Regions from separate parts of the Sus scrofa genome. Here region 1 is linked to region 2. A link is a contact called in public HiChIP or PLAC-seq data. All regions are on one chromosome and are shown on one strand. Each heading gives the region's core, a stretch centred on a gene start, on an enhancer-like site or on the middle of the called end of the contact. The rest is flanking DNA. Distances are from core to core; before and after follow the strand shown. Region 1 overlaps SRGAP2 (SLIT-ROBO Rho GTPase-activating protein 2). Region 2 overlaps SRGAP2 (SLIT-ROBO Rho GTPase-activating protein 2).

Region 1 (2,842 bases), core at 208-2,707, 170 kb after region 2:
GCGGCGTCTGCAACCTACACCACAGCTCACGGAAACGCCGGATCCTTAACCCACTGAGCAAGGCCAGGGATCGAATCCACATCCTCATGGTTCCTAGTCGGATTCATTAACCACTGTGCCACGATGGGAACTCCTGAAGTGTATTTTTTTTTTTAAATCCTATTCTGCCTTATCTTCAGAAGGTAAAAGCACTTCAAATGTCCCTCTTGAGGCAGCTCCCAGCCTGCCTTTCTATAAAAGTCTTGCAATTCAGTGTATTTGTATTTTATGCTCCCGTGGGCTCCTCAGAGTATATAACTAGAGCACAGGCCTGCTAGAGCCATCATACGCTATCCTTTATTTTTTTCTTTTTTTTCGTTTTTTTGGCCATACCTGCAGCATGCAGAAGTTCCTGGGCCAGGGATCGATTGAACCTATGCCACAGCAGTAACCAGAGCCACAGCAGTGACAATGCTGGATCCTTAACCCACTAAGCCACCAGGAAACTCACATCATGGGGATTTTTGAGTGAAAGCGGTATAGAAAGAGTCCCCTTGCATAGATAGAAGTAGCTTGGCCCCAGAGGAATCTAGAAGTCCCTCCTGAGTTTTGACGCGCATGATCACACCCCCTGTACCCCTGCAGCCGCATCCTGCACCACCTGTTTGGATGGGCTGAGTTGGGTTGGGGAGGGGCCAGACACAGTGCCCATTGTCACCAAGCACTGACCCTGGTGCCAGACAGCCACTCCTTTTAGCCTCGTCCTGCCCACCAAAAGCACTTCAGGCAAAGCTCCAGCTCTTCAAACTTGGCCTCTTTGAAGTGGTGATCCAATGCCTCTGACACTGTCACTCTACATCTGGTGACACTTCTGCTGCTGCCAGAGCCTTGTATAGCGTTCACCTCTCTTTCCCCTGAAATCTGTAAATGTAAATCCGATTTGAAACTAGGTTTTCTTTCTTAACAGTTGCCCTCAGAAGTGCCTTTGGGGTAGGGAGGGGGTGGGGCGCTGGCAGAGAGAGATATATGCCCTTGAAAATTGGATTCTTTTTTAGAAAACTGCTGACACAGGCTAATCGGCAGAGAACTAAATGACCCTACTGTTTCTACCTGCTGACAGGCTCAGCCTTGGGACAGGGCTGAAATGAGCTCTCACCACACAGCAGAGACAGGCCTCCCCCCCCTTTTTTCTAATACAAATAAGGGGTAATTCTGTGCCTGTCAAATAATACAGCTCTGTAGTATAGATGGCCATTAAACAGCCCCTTCTCCCTAACTCGGAAAGCACACGCATGCTGAGCCAAGTACCTAGAGTATCATTTAGTAGGTAATCTCTGATGAGAGTTAAAAATGTCTTCATTAGCGGTGTTCTTTGGGAAAAGCTAATAGACAAACCCATCCAAGCTCAGGCTACGTCTCGCTCCAAAGATGAGTGACCAGCCTCGTGTCCCGACATCCTGCTCAGGCCACGGAACCTCACGTTTCCTTATATTTCTGCTGCTCTATCCTTTCTGGGAGTGAGGAGGTTCCGGAATGTGACGGTCTTGGGGAAAGGAGGCTGTGTGTTTCGGTTCTGTCGTCCATTGCTGTTATCTGTTGGAAAAGGAGGGTTCCCTGCCCCTTTGGTAAATAAGCACACAGCTGGCAGGAGCTGTTGCAATCTCACTGCCTTCCGATCAGCCCCGCCCCGGCAGCAGGCAGAGTGCCCCCCACCCAGCCCCCCCAGAAACTCACTGGCCAAATGGTTGTGGTGAGTTTCAAAATAAAAGCTCCTGCCTGCGCACCCCATGGCACTTCCTCTCTCAGAGAACCAGCATTGTTTAACTGTGCCACATCTCTGGTCTAAATTTAGGCATCTTTTTTTTTTTTTTTTCCAGGCAAAGATTACTATGCAGACATTTAAGAGCAAAACTTTGCCCAAAGTAATTTTTTCCCTCGACTTCTTTTTGGTTTCCTGCGATGTTTAGATGACTCATTCTCTTCCAAGAAATTTTAAAGAAAAGAGATGCAGGCTGTGTGATATGCATCAAGACTGCTCTGTAAATTCTCTTTCTCTTCCCTGCCGAGAGACCCCTTGCTGTTTTTTATAGGAAGCGGAAAGGCTCCAGAGTCTGCATTGTCATGGACTCGGCCCCTTCAGGTCCTGTTGTTCCCAGGCATAAACGTCCCCCTTGTCTTTGGGTGGAGCTCCCTTGTAGCTTCCCAGCTTTGACAACTGCTCCACAGCAGTGCGGAAGCCGTTTTTGGGGTCACTGGGGCCACCCTCACCCCCAGAGGCACACAGTCAAGGTTTCTGAAATAGAGAACGGTGACCTTTTATCCTCTAGGAAAGGAGAGGTACAGACCATTGCCTGCCTCTCTTCTCAGAGTCAGAATTGCACAAACGCTGGGGGCTTTAGCATAACTGTGACCAGGCTAGCAACACGTGAGTTCCCAGCCCAGCCCTTAGCCAGAGGGAGAATAAGTCAGAATCACTTCTGCAGCCTGTTCAAATAAACAGGGATAATAGTTGAGTCGGTCCTTTTCCAACAAATCAGTCCTCGAAAGGAAACACCTGCCTGGGCTTCATTGCTGTTTTATTGGTTATGCTTTTTCTCCCGCTCCTCTTCCCACCTCCTCTGGGGCTAAGGTTATTGCAATCGGGGCTAAGCAGCAGGGTAGAGGGATGGGAGCTTCCTCCTGTAACCTCTGCCATTTAAACACAGGGAGGTGTAAGGGAGGCTGGCAGGGGGCGCTGGCCTGGAGGCAGGAGGGCAGGGCATTTGGAAATGTTGCTCACGGCCACTTTCTGGCCTCGGTGCTGACTCTGGAGCTGGTGGGTGTGTCGTTTCCCTTCACCTCACCTCCTCTGACCTCTGCTGCT
Region 2 (2,868 bases), core at 127-2,626:
TTGTCTTTTATTCCTTTCAAGGCCTCCAGCTTCTAGGCACATGGTAAGCACTAAAACACTTGCAAATCGAATGTGAACCTTTTCTGAGCTGAGATTGAATGTGACAGTGCCAAGACGCCTTGCTTCTACACTTCTCCGCCTACTCCAGTAACAAGCCTTCTCCTTATATATTTGAAAAATCAAAGTAGATCAAGCATTGTAAATATTATCCTTCTACAAGGACAAGTGCAAACTATATAGAACGGTGGAGGCTCCCCACTGGGGGTGAATTTCTCCTTATTTACCACCCCAACTGCCCTCTTTAGAATCGTTGCCCTAGAGTTATATATGAGTTCTTCAATGCATCTCTTTCCTTGTAAACCAAGGAAAATATTAACTCTGAAATTCAAAGAGTTTAGAACAAAAGTGAGGTCTGCTATAATTGAAGCAAAACATTCTACATTTGTCCAGGATTTTCATCATTTAAAACAGATTTACCAAGTCTAAAGTTGAGAGAGTTTAGGAGTTCCCCTTGTGGCTCAGCAGTTAACAAACCCCATGAGGACGTGGGTTCGATCCCTGGCCTTGCTCAGTGTTTTAGAGATCCGGTGCTGCTTTGAGCTGTGGTGTAGGTCAAAGATGTAGCTTGGATCTGGCGTTGCTGTGGCTGTGGTGTAGGCCAGCAGCTCCAGCTCCGATTGGACCCCTAGCCTGGGAACCTCCATATGCCCTAAAAAGACAAATAAATAAATAAAATAAAATTAGAAGCGGAAAAGAGAATAGGGAGAGAGAGAAGAAAACCTTAAAAATAAATAAATAAAAATAAAGTCGAGGAAGGTTCCTGTTTTGACAGGAGTTAAAACAGAATTGACTTGGAAGAGGAAGTGCTGTGATACTTGTTCGAAGCCTGGGTTTGGAAGGAGCTATTGCCTCATTGGAAGCAGCTGCATGATCTGTGGTAAAAGGGGAAGGAAGGTCTAAAGGGACAAACAGAAAAATTCTCCCCTCTGGTTTTTCAAGTCACTTGGTATTAAGTAGCCTTGACTTTATTTATACATTGTGAATGAATGGTTCTGAACTTGAAATATATATTGGTGAGGAAGGAAAAGCAGCTGGGAAGTGCGCCTCCTCCATTTCTGTGGGTATTTTAGGATGCCATCTGTTAGGGAGAAGGCAGAGCTTTTTTTTTTTTTTTTTTCTTTTAACTTTTTCTTCTAAAAATGCACTAATTAGTGGGCAGGTGACCCAAAAGGCATCGTGAAAGTTCGGACCTTGCCTTTGCTGCCTGGACCCAGATTCTACATTCCGAATCCCAGTATGATGGGCAGGAGCTGAGTGCTGTCCCTGGAGAAGGTGACCTCACCAGCCATGGGTTCCACGGAGACGCAAAGCCCAGAAAACAAAGGGATCCAGGAGCATGAGCTGGCTGAGACATGATATGCCAAGGGCTGTAAGAAATACATCCTGTTTCTCAGGAGTTGGCAGCAATTTCTCCAAACATTGAAACCCTTTGGAGATCTGCTTCCTTCTTCCCACTAGGCTTTTTTCTTGCGCTTATTTATTTATCGATTGATTTACTTATTTGGAGGGTGGGGGGTAATTGGGCCAGATCTTATCAGATGATGAAGCTGCTCTTTGCGGAAGCATCTTGATCAAGGTGCCTATTTTGGAGCGCTGTTTCTCTGGGGCCATGACAAATGGGGCGACACTGCTGGATTTGGAGGCAGAACGCCTGGGTTCTTGTTTGGTGTTGCCATTTGCTACTGTGATTTTGAGGCTGCCTCATCTCAGGTCTCAAAATCCCTAGTTTCTGCATCTGTACAATGGGGACAGCGCTTCTTGGCTCTCAGTGATGTTGAGGATGATGGGGGTGAAGATGGCTAGCATTTAGGGAGTGCTTCTTATGTCTAAACTCTGCCTTATGTGCTTTATGTATAGGGTTACCTCACTGAAACTCCCAATAGCCCTATGAAGTAGCTACTATTATTATCATTATTATTATTATTTTTTTTTTTTTTGTCTTTCTGCCTTTTCTTGGGCCGCTCCCGCGGCATATGGAGGTTCCCAGGCTAGGGGTCTAATCGGAGCTGTAGTCGCTGGCCTACGCCAGAGCCACAGCAACGCTGGATCCGAGCCGCGTCTGCAACCTACACCACAGCTCACGGCAACGCCGGATCGTTAACCCACTGAGCAAGGCCAGGGATCGAACCTGCAACCTCATGGTTCCTAGTCGGATTCGTTAACCACTGCGCCACGATGGGAACTCCCAGTAGCTACTATTAATTATCCCCAACGCACAGATAAGGCAACAAGGAGGTTCAATAATTTACACCAAGGCACACAGCTAGTAAGTGATGAAGACAGAGTGTGAACCCAGGCCGACTCAATGCTGGTGTGAGGCGCCAATGAAAGAGTTCATCTGAGATGCCTTTGAAGCTGTGGAATGCTGCGCACATTGGGTTGATTGTGCTCATTTCCTGCTGTCTTGATGCAAAAAGGAGTTCTAAATGCGGTGTTCTAAAGGTCTTCCTGGTACACACCTCCCGGATCTGCCTACACCTTGGTTTTCTCGTCTAGGAAATTCAGGGTTCAATTAGGAAATCTTTCCCCCAGGTTTTATGGTTCATGACTCTTGCTGATTTAAGACACCGAAGATGACAGTTTTGCCCCTGTTAAGCCAGGGGCACGGTTGTAAGTACAAAACCTGTTGTAGCCTCCGAAAGTCCCTCTCCCCAGTCCCAGGGCTTGTGGGCCAAGTCTGCATGGCTGCTGCACATAGACAGAGGGTGAATCCCCCCCAACCCCCGCCCCGCGCGCCCCATCCCCGTCCCCCGAGGTGGCACTGCAGCAGCAGGCCTGAAGATCAGTTGAGGACACCAGGGTCACTGT

Evidence for each region. HiChIP or PLAC-seq counts read pairs in DNA pulled down with a chosen protein or histone mark.
Region 1: an H3K27ac HiChIP or PLAC-seq map of alveolar macrophages shows a contact between it and region 2. The contact joins two enhancer-like sites. A contact is called at or near these places in 3 of 47 Hi-C or Micro-C datasets (embryonic fibroblasts, fetal heart ventricle and fetal liver) and 2 of 2 datasets of contacts at active chromatin or transcription factors (alveolar macrophages and skeletal muscle).

What each region holds. Positions count from the first base shown.
Region 1 is chr9:67,022,109-67,024,950 of Sscrofa11.1, forward strand. The region is part of intron 4 of SRGAP2 (SLIT-ROBO Rho GTPase-activating protein 2); the gene reads left to right. Among named protein-coding and RNA genes, the nearest start is that of IKBKE, 100 kb to the right of the region's middle. Within about 2 kb of position 1,458, at least 52 of the 83 cell types and tissues checked have an H3K27ac peak or open chromatin away from gene starts, as enhancers often do. A contact at or near this core is called in alveolar macrophages, where this site is marked.
Region 2 is chr9:66,851,280-66,854,147 of Sscrofa11.1, forward strand. The region is part of intron 2 of SRGAP2 (SLIT-ROBO Rho GTPase-activating protein 2); the gene reads left to right. Among named protein-coding and RNA genes, the nearest start is that of FAM72A, 13 kb to the left of the region's middle. Within about 2 kb of position 1,377, at least 2 of the 83 cell types and tissues checked have an H3K27ac peak or open chromatin away from gene starts, as enhancers often do. A contact at or near this core is called in alveolar macrophages, where this site is marked.